3 separate regions of the Mus musculus genome follow, and all the other regions are linked to region 3. Evidence: chromatin contacts called from public Hi-C data. All regions are on one chromosome and are shown on one strand. Each heading gives the region's core, a stretch centred on a gene start, on an enhancer-like site or on the middle of the called end of the contact. The rest is flanking DNA. Distances are from core to core; before and after follow the strand shown. Region 1 overlaps Etv1 (ets variant 1). Region 2 overlaps Etv1 (ets variant 1). Region 3 has its middle 22 kb from the start of Gm34611.

What was found. A called contact is a pair of places that touch in the nucleus more often than the background predicts.
Region 1: a contact with region 3 is called in a Hi-C map of the N1E-115 cell line, with 4 times the contacts expected there. The contact joins two enhancer-like sites. A contact is called at or near these places in 1 of 15 datasets of contacts at CTCF or cohesin (the NIH/3T3 cell line), 4 of 484 Hi-C or Micro-C datasets (the N1E-115 cell line, bone marrow-derived macrophages, nephron progenitors and 1 more), 1 of 115 datasets of contacts at active chromatin or transcription factors (bone marrow-derived macrophages) and 1 of 9 other capture datasets (pancreatic islet).
Region 2: a Hi-C map of bone marrow-derived macrophages shows a contact between it and region 3, with 2.6 times the contacts expected there. The contact joins two enhancer-like sites. A contact is called at or near these places in 1 of 15 datasets of contacts at CTCF or cohesin (the NIH/3T3 cell line), 5 of 484 Hi-C or Micro-C datasets (the HPC-5 cell line, bone marrow-derived macrophages, embryonic stem cells and 2 more) and 2 of 115 datasets of contacts at active chromatin or transcription factors (the 230-238 cell line and bone marrow-derived macrophages).

Annotation. Positions count from the first base shown.
Region 1 is chr12:38,842,422-38,845,538 of GRCm38.p6, forward strand. The region is part of intron 8 of Etv1 (ets variant 1); the gene reads left to right. Among named protein-coding and RNA genes, the nearest start is that of Gm34611, 63 kb to the right of the region's middle. Within about 2 kb of position 1,455, at least 71 of the 459 cell types and tissues checked have an H3K27ac peak or open chromatin away from gene starts, as enhancers often do. A contact at or near this core is called in the N1E-115 cell line, the NIH/3T3 cell line, bone marrow-derived macrophages and 1 more, where this site is marked.
Region 2 is chr12:38,862,920-38,866,162 of GRCm38.p6, forward strand. Etv1 (ets variant 1) reads left to right here. Exons shown (of 13, transcript NM_007960.5): 13 at 2,629-3,243. The coding sequence ends at 2,850. Among named protein-coding and RNA genes, the nearest start is that of Gm34611, 42 kb to the right of the region's middle. Within about 2 kb of position 1,697, at least 40 of the 459 cell types and tissues checked have an H3K27ac peak or open chromatin away from gene starts, as enhancers often do. A contact at or near this core is called in the HPC-5 cell line, bone marrow-derived macrophages and macrophages, where this site is marked.
Region 3 is chr12:38,927,619-38,930,424 of GRCm38.p6, forward strand. No RefSeq gene overlaps it. Among named protein-coding and RNA genes, the nearest start is that of Gm34611, 22 kb to the left of the region's middle. Within about 2 kb of position 1,538, at least 184 of the 459 cell types and tissues checked have an H3K27ac peak or open chromatin away from gene starts, as enhancers often do. A contact at or near this core is called in the HPC-5 cell line, the N1E-115 cell line, the NIH/3T3 cell line and 3 more, where this site is marked.

The DNA of each region.
Region 1 (3,117 bases), core at 205-2,704, 85 kb before region 3:
TGCTTAGAGTAGATCATTTTGGACATTTCTATTTTTGGTCATTTCCAGTGCAACTCTGATTATGGTTCTAGAAACTCTGGCTTTGTGTACCTGAGATGTGACACTCCCGAAGGCTCAGCTCTGCTCTCTATAAAGCATCTTTACTCAAGGCCACATTCCTTTCAGCTTAACTTCGCTCTTTCCTAACTTTTTTTTTCTTCCCAAATTCTTTTTCTTTTTTAATTAGGTATTTTCCTCATTTACATTTTCAGTGCTATCCCAAAGGTCCCCCATACCCAACTCCCCAATCCCCTACCCACCCACTCCCCCTTTTTGGCCCTGGCGTTCCCCTGTACTGGGGCATATAAAGTTTGCAAGTCCAATGGGCCTCTCTTTGCAGTGATGGCCGACTAGGCCATCTTTTGATACATATGCAGCTAAAGACAAGAGCTCCCGGGTACTGGTTAGTTCATAATGTTGTTCCACCTATAGGGTTGCAGTTCCCTTTAGCTCCTTGGGTAATTTCTCTAGCTCCTCCATTAGGGGCCGTGTGACCCATCCAATAGCTGACTGTGATCATCCACTTCTGTGTTTGCTAGGCCCCGGCATAGTCTCACAAGAGAGAGCTATAACTGGGTCCTTTCAGGGAAATCTTGCTAGTGTATGCAATGGTGTCAGCATTTGGAAGCTGATTATGGGATGGATCCCTGCATATGGCAATCACTAGATGGTCCATCCTTTCGTCACAGCTCCAAATTTTGTCTCTGTAACTCCTTCCTTTCCTAACTTTTAATATTGTTGCTGAAAGAAATGGACTTGGGGATGTTAAAGAAGGAACTATTGTTTTTTTTTGTTTTTTGTTTTTTTGTTTTTTTTTTTTTTTTTGGAAGATGTTAACTTTCTATTTGTTGCTCTAGCCTACAATGATAGTTTTCTTTTACTCAACCTGGGGTTTGTCGACAAGTAGGCGGATGTTTCAGGTGCTTCCATTGTGAAAAGTGACAGTGGTCTTTACCTAATTGATCTTATTATTATAATAGTTGTCACGGATTAGCCTCACAGTTTGACTTAGCTTCTAATGGCCCAATGTGGGTTGTGTGGCTTTTTCTCATTTGATTCTGGTTAAAGTAGTAACTCTCCCCAACCATGATCCTGGTCTGTGCTCTCAGTTTTTCTAAGAAATGCTTCAATATACTCTAAATCTACAGTTACTGTAAGTGGCCTTGGCGAGTGATTTGATTTGAGAATTGAGACTACAGTCTGGATTTACTCTTCATGCATTAACACAGGTCAAATGGACAGGGACTGCATTTTAAGTCAGTAATGGAAGGCTGAAGGCTGTCTTAAACCAATCATATCAGTTTTACCCATGACTGATTGATCCCTAGGGGCAGAGCCTTGTAAGCGTTTCTTTTCCATGAATGGACTCCATAGAGCCTGGAGTTTCATTCATAAAATGGAGACTGAAAGGAAACACACACACACACACACATGCACAAAGCCTGACTCTCTGGAATGTCATTTATAAAGAGCTGGAGGGTGTAGTGTTCCATCAGCTGTTGCTTTTGCCAGTTGACTGGAAGTAATGATTAATGTTCATTGGTCCTGCTTGTGTGTAACCTGACACCATTTATGGCTTTCCAGAGTTCCTAATGTATGGTGAATGGGAAGACAACATTCTCAAATCAGAAACATAAACAGGAACTGGTGGGTCTGAATTCCATTCAAATATGTCATCTCAGCCCCACTGTGTTTGTCTAACTTGGATTTTGCAGGCAGGAAAGGGGGAAGGGAGGGATGACATGCTCCTTAGCTGGGCTAGTTTAGAAAGGGGAACTTGACAGGGTGGAGTACACTTTTGTAGTGTGTAATTTATGCTTTCTTTTCAAACAGAACAACCAGGACACTTAGGCTTTGCGTTGCTTACGACCAGTGGCTGAAATGAACATCAACTGTTTTTATAAGTGGAGCTGAGATTTGAAATGAAATGAAACAGTTTAAAGACCACTGGGTTTGAATGTATGTGTTTAGTGAATGTGAACAAAAGAGCCAAAAGATTACCTTCTTTTCAAAACGGTGTGTGTGTGTGTGTGTGTGTGTGTGTAAAATGACCACACCTGTGCATTCCTGTGTCTGTGTGCACTCATTTGAGTGTAGGCTTTTGGATTTTAAATATTCTTATGAAATGTTTTGGAGCTCAATTATTTCCATACTCAAATGATTTAGCTAGGTAAGTGGTGGAATGGGTTTCATAACTTGAAATAAGTTTTTTTTAAAAATTGTATTGGGTTAAAGAGATACTTATTGTTTTCATTGTGTTTTTATTTATTGCTGTTAATAGTTGTTGGTAACTTTCTTAAGGACAGATAATCCAAATGAATGGGAAAATACTCAAAAAAGCCAAATAAAGTTGTCAAATGAGCAGTGCTAGGGTTGTGATTATTTAATAGATCTCTAACTTTGATTTTAACTCCTCTTTCTGTGTGAGCCTTAAGAGCTTATTGCTGTATTACTGTGATCTGCTTTTTAGTTATGTTCAGCATTAATTGTAAAATCACTCAGTTCGTGTGACATTTGAAAACACCAACTCCTGGGCCTGATATCTGTTGACCATTTGTATCATATGGAGCAAGCTTTGCGATTTCTTTTGCCTCCCAATTTACTTATTTCCAAAGGGGCCTTAGTGTATTTGTAGAGATGAAATATTGTCATGTTTAAGCAGTGCCTAACACAGTATCCAGCATAGATTAGCAGACCTGGCACCGATGAAGGATACTCAGTGGGATGATTTTTATCATGATTTCTGTAGATTTCTTCAAAGTCCTTCAACAAAGTGCCATAAACTCATACCTCAGGTTAGAGGATAACATGAAGTGTAAGAGATATTCTACTAAAGCCATCATATATGAATCCAGTATGCTGTGTCTGACCTAGTTCAAGCTAAAATCTGTTACTTGTTCCATTTTTATTAGAAGCAAGCAGAACAAATTATCCCAATATGGTAGGAATCCCAGGAAAGATGAAACCAAGAGGAAAGACTCTACCTCCCATACTCTCCTTTCAAATCATCCAGCGTCCAATGGGAAACAAATCAGGACCAACTGGGTACTCAGTATCAAATTCTTCACTGCAGACTGT
Region 2 (3,243 bases), core at 447-2,946, 65 kb before region 3:
TTTAAGTATTACTATACTAATATAGTAATGTTTGTATTCTGCATAATACAATTATGTTTGCTTCTTTTGCTTATCATCTATATTTGATATTTTATTTATTTAATTTAATATTCATACATAAATATAATTTATTTGGGTCAAATATACCCCTATTCCTTCTCCTTCAAATTTTAGAAAAAATTATTATATTTATTTATTTACTTATTTATTTAGTGTGTGTGTGTGTGTGTGTGTGTGTGTGTGTGTGTGTGTACCACCAGTGTATGTGTGCAAGTCAGATGATACCTTGCAGTAATCAAGCTTGACTTTCCAATCTGTGGGTCCCAGGTGTCGAATTCTGGTTGTCAGGTTTGGTGTCAAGTACCCTTGCTGAACCATCTTGAAAATTTAAAAGTTGAAATGTAATTTAAATATCTGTCTGGGCTTTATTTGACAGATCTACCTCCCTGTTTACTTCTGATATGTTCCTCCACAAAATCCCTGTGTTTTGTCACCTCACTGTTGCCTTTAGCTTTACCTAATAACCTACAGGGCTTCTTACACCACAACTGTATCACTAACCAAGGAGGGCATCATTCACTCTGTTTGTATGTCAGCTTTAACGGGGTGGAAAGTATGGAGGTAGCATGAAAGTGTTCCCTCACAGGAAACTAGAAGGAAGTAGAAAGCAGAAGTTCCTACGATATTTGATGATTTCTGCTGCATATTGTACATTTAAATTCCTCATGATGAAATCGTTCTCACTTATTACATTGCTTCTAAGTGAAGACAACCCCAACATGTCAAACGTGTCAGACAAAACAGGTGCACTCCCTAAAGCAAACAATTCTTTTTCTGTAGCCCCAAACTAAACAGAGTGGGCTATAGAAGACTCAGAGGCATGCTGAATACAGCATTTATTTTACCTTCGTTTCCTGAAAGTAGTTTGAAAAATAGGGAAGAACGGAAACAAAACTAAGATATATTCTGTATATCTCAGCTTTTGTCTGAAACTGCCTGGTTTTTACTTTGGGACTCACTTCATTACTTCATTCCGTGTGTGTGTCTGTGTGTGTGTGTCTGTGTGTGTGTGTGTGTGTGTGTGTGTGTGTGTGTGTGTGTGTGTGTGTGAATGTGTGTATGTAATGAGGTCTAAAGGAGGAGAGTTAACTAGGTGTCTCCATTTGCTTTGAACTGTGCTAGAGTTTTTCTATGCATCACAGCTGGCCTTCCAAGGAGCCCTTCCTGTTTCAATTTCACAAGACAAGGAACTGAAGAGCAGTTTAAGAAACATGTCCAGATTCATAAACATCTCTCGGGGTTGGCTCTTTCAAACCTCTAGATATCCAGATTACTTGGACTCTAATGTGGCTCCTTTTACTTAAATTCAGGGCAACAAATATTCTAACTCTGAGTCCAGAGCAGCAGACTCCTTGGCAGTCATTCCTTGTCTCCCAAACATGCACAGAGAGTTTATAAACTGTGAGCACACTGCTTCCCCATGTCACAAATCAACTAGCAAGACCTTTTGACACAGAAACAGGAGATGGTGGATTGGTTTCAGCTATCTGAAGTTGTGAGCTATGTACACACACACACACACACACACACACACACACACAGAGAGAGAGAGAGAGAGAGAGAGAGAGAGAGAGAGAGAGAGAGAGAGAGAGAGAGAGAGAACTGTCACTGTCACACTTCACACAGGGAACTGCCTTTGTTCCCCATAGATCCCCTGGGTCTTGAGTTCCTTAGCGTTGTCTATTAATGGCAGATACATCTGTCTCTCTCTTTCCATTGTTTATCAGTTTCTACAGAAGCATTACTCTTCACAACTTAAGTTTGGGGCATGTCTTTCTCTACAAATTGTGCTACATCTCCTTTATTTCAGGCGCTTGACACATTTCCTTTTCTCATTTCCTCCCTTCCCAGTGTGTATTTTAGATTCCTTTCACTTTTTTTTTACGCCTCTTACTTCAATTTGACACTTTACACACATCCTTAAGTTTCATCTAACGTATCTTGCTTTCATTTTAAAAAGTGATGTGCTCAGGATAATGTTCTTCTGCTCCATCCTTCATTTAAATAAGGCTATGTATCTTTGGGACTTTCTTAGATGGAGGGTACACAGTACCAGAGGAAGATGCAGGAAAAAGAAGCAGTGCATCCTGGGTATCAGTGATCACTACTCTACTCTTAGGAATAAAACACATTTTTTTTTCTTTTAAAACTTGAAAGTTGTAGAAATATAATAGTAAGGGAAAGATAAATCTTAAAGAGATTTTCCAAAGCATAGATGTTACCTTTAAAACAAATAACAACAAAAAAACCTTCAATGTGAATTGCTTACATTATATCATTGATTTTTCTCCCACCAATGACAGTGTAAATGCATCTTTATGTTAAAAAGGCAAAAACAACTGCTGATTTTCTTAGTTTTTCTTAGAATTAATTATTACTGTAGCTCAACATTTTGTATTTCCCTTCATTGAAGCATGGCTTATTTCACAAAGTAAGGACTCTTCCCCCATGAAGATGTGTCTATTACTTAGTTGCATAGTCTCTTCTGGCCTCCATTTCTGCTGATCTGTTAATTCATGTTTGTTTCTCTTTCCCTTACTCCTGTGGCCTTTTCTGTGATATTCTCAGGTGGCTGGAGAAAGATACGTGTACAAATTTGTGTGTGACCCGGAAGCCCTTTTCTCTATGGCCTTTCCGGATAACCAGCGCCCACTGCTGAAGACGGACATGGAACGTCACATCAACGAAGAGGACACAGTGCCTCTGTCTCACTTTGATGAGAGCATGACCTACATGCCCGAAGGGGGCTGCTGCAACCCTCACCCCTACAACGAAGGATACGTGTACTAACATGAGTAACCCGTCAAGCAAGGCACCCCGTGCTTCGCCTCTTTTTTTTTCAAGATGCAGAGAATCACCGAATTCTCTTCGATGTTTGTTTTATTTCTGTTGTTTGTACTTTATTTTTTAAATGATAATACAAAAGGGGGCTTTTCCTGTTGCATTATTCTATGGTCTGCCATGGACTGCGCACTTTATTTGCTGGTGGGCGGGAGTAATCTAGACATTCATTCTTTGTAACAGGAAGATGGCGGATGAGTGGGCAGAAGGAGCTGAGGGATTCCTTTTTGCTTAGGCTTGGAATGGAGTCCTACAGGTTTTCTGTATGATGATGCTATATCATATTTGTTCGATTTCATAATAACGTAAGATAATTTTCCCTGGGTATCTACGGTACAGTTG
Region 3 (2,806 bases), core at 288-2,787:
GAATTAGTGAAAGTATCAATACTGCCTGATTTAAATGTTCATTAGAAACCCTTAGAAAGAAATGGACATGTTTTATGCCTGAAATTCTGCATCAGCAAGAACTTTAATGTTTTTATTGTGAGGATTAAATAAGTCAGATTTTGTGAGGTCACACTTAGCTCACAGATACTCATAATTAATTGAATTCTTCTCCACCCCTTCATTTCAAATCACTTATTTCTTAAACTATATATAAAACTACTGTTCTCTGGACTGTTTTTCTCATATGAAGAAGAATTGAAAAATAGTTGCAGGATTTCTTAAAATGGTTTACTTTGGTAAGAAGTAGAGTAAAATAAAACATTCATATAAACTAAGTTTAAGGCATAGCTGCCTCTCTTGATTTCATTTGTGTGTGTGTGTGTGTGTGTGTGTGTGTGTGTGTATTTGGGGTGTAGGGGTGGGGCAGGATTCTTTCGAGGTATTTGAAACCTCGGTTCTCACACTCGCAAGTGCTCTACTATTAAGCTATAGTCCAGCCCTTCTCTTACTATCTTAAGTATTGGTATCATTGCTAATATCTGTAATTAGCAGAGAACTTTGTGTATGAAATGGCATTGGTAGATCTTCTCCTCTACTTTTGTTATACATTTCAGGAGCAACAATGTTCATAATGCACGAATCTTATAACAGTAAAGCTAGTAAGATTTTAGGTTAATAGTTGTTTTCAGAAGGTAAAAAGATCTGTAGTTACATAGAGACATTCAGTAATTAAACTGTCTCTATCCCAGAGGGATTGATTCCATGAACCCAATGGATATTGAAACACACTAATTCTGAAGTCCCTTGTATAAAATAATATAACATTGCCTGCAACCATTGTGTTCCCTCAACTTACTTCAAGTCACCTTTAGACTATTTAGAAAAACTAACACAATGATGGTGCTGTATGCATAGTTTTAATATTGTATTATTTAGGCAATGGTACTAGAGAGATACTGCACATGTTCAATGTGGATACATTTTGCTTTTGGGTTGGCAGTTGGTCAGGGAGTAACACTTGTAGGAGTACAACTTGCAGATATAAAGTACTGATCATTCTTGTCATTTGAAACTCCCTGTTCAAGCCTTATTGCCACCTAGTCTCCGTTCCCATAGCAGGCACACATAGTTTGATGGCTCTGCCCTAACAAGGCTTTAAAGTAAGCCATTGGGTATGAAGCAAGTAAAAACATCCAGCGTGATGGGTTTGACAGACTCTGAACTAAGAGCTGAGCTCCTTGGTTTTGGAAGGGCCGGACCCGTTTTGGTTTCAATTTTCTAATTTGTGGTAAGGAATACCTCAAGATTTAGTCAAGGATTAAGCCTGTGGTTTAACTTCCTTCTTCCTAAGAGTATGAAGTGTTTGAGTCAAGCCACCAACCCGTATCCCTGCAGATGAAACCTATTTGCATTTCTCATGCGTGTAAGCCCAGTAAATGTGATTGCTTCCAGCTCACTGCCACAGCACCACTCTGCTGCCATTCTTTTACCAAATAACGAAGCCTCAAACAGAGGCTCCGTCTGTGTGCTAAACAGGAAGCATGACTCACGCCTGGAACCCAGAGAGCCAGCAAACTGCAGCCGTGCTCTTAACTGGCTAAAAGGTCTGTTACCATAGCTTTGTAACATATATTCTAAGTGATGGCCTTCCCGACAGGCTTTCATAGGGAGCCTGGTTGAGGGCTAAGCAGATTGTTTTCGTTCCTAACCACAGCACCCTACTGGCCCTAGTGGAAGGCTCCTCACGGAATTTGATCTTTACTCGTTTGGCATCTGTGCTTATGTATTAGAATGTTTTTCTGCTGTTGTTAAAATGTCAACAACCAACCAACAAAAATCCCACGACAAATTATACCTCACATTGGTTTAGATACTTCACTCATGTATAAGTTAATGGATTTAAGGCAATGTTTGATGAACAGGTTTGGAGTTTTGTGTTTTTTCCAATAAATTCTTTTTTCCTTGCCTGTTAGTTCCTTCGTTTTGTTACAGGAAAATAGTTTCAGCTATGCCAAAATGCCCCACTCTAGCTACTGGGTTTGCAATACAGACCTTCTACATTTATGCAACTATAGAAGAAAAATACCACACTTTATAGTATGTATGTCTCTTGAATAATCACTAATCACCAGGCCCTTTTGAATTGGTGCAAAGTGCAGGCAGACTGAACCAGGCTACTTAGCACTCTTACCTCATTCCTTGTCTCTAATCTGAGATAATGCGGTGCCATTCACCAGTCACAGAGCCCCACAGCATGGCTCTTAGTTGGTGTTAACACAGATCAAAAACACAAGGCCACTGCCACATGAAATCTAATTTAACCCCTGAATTCAGGAGGATTGTGTTGGGGACTTCAGATTCACAAAAATTGTCATGTAACTTATTTTTTTTCCTTGTTCTTGTGAACTCTGTTCACTTCTGTTTCATGGAAGATCTTTGCAACGAAACTGCTCCTTGATTTCCGGTTTGTGTATATCCTTACCCCCGTCCCCCCACCCCTTCAAAGTTCTCATCTTGTCTCTGTAACATCAGAACCAAAAATAATTCAGTTGCTTTAAATGCCATATGGAATAAATAAATGTTTCTAAACAGATCAAATTAAATTCCCTGTAAAACTTCTCAGCATTGGTTGCTCTGATTAAATATGGAAGAGGAGCAAAAGCCACAGCATTGGCGGGCTTATAAAAGAGAAATGAAAAGAATCGGAAAGCAAAAGACTAAAGTCAGTTGGTGAATTGGAAAGTGATGTAGTATTGTTATTTTTATAACTTCCCAGATTAAAATA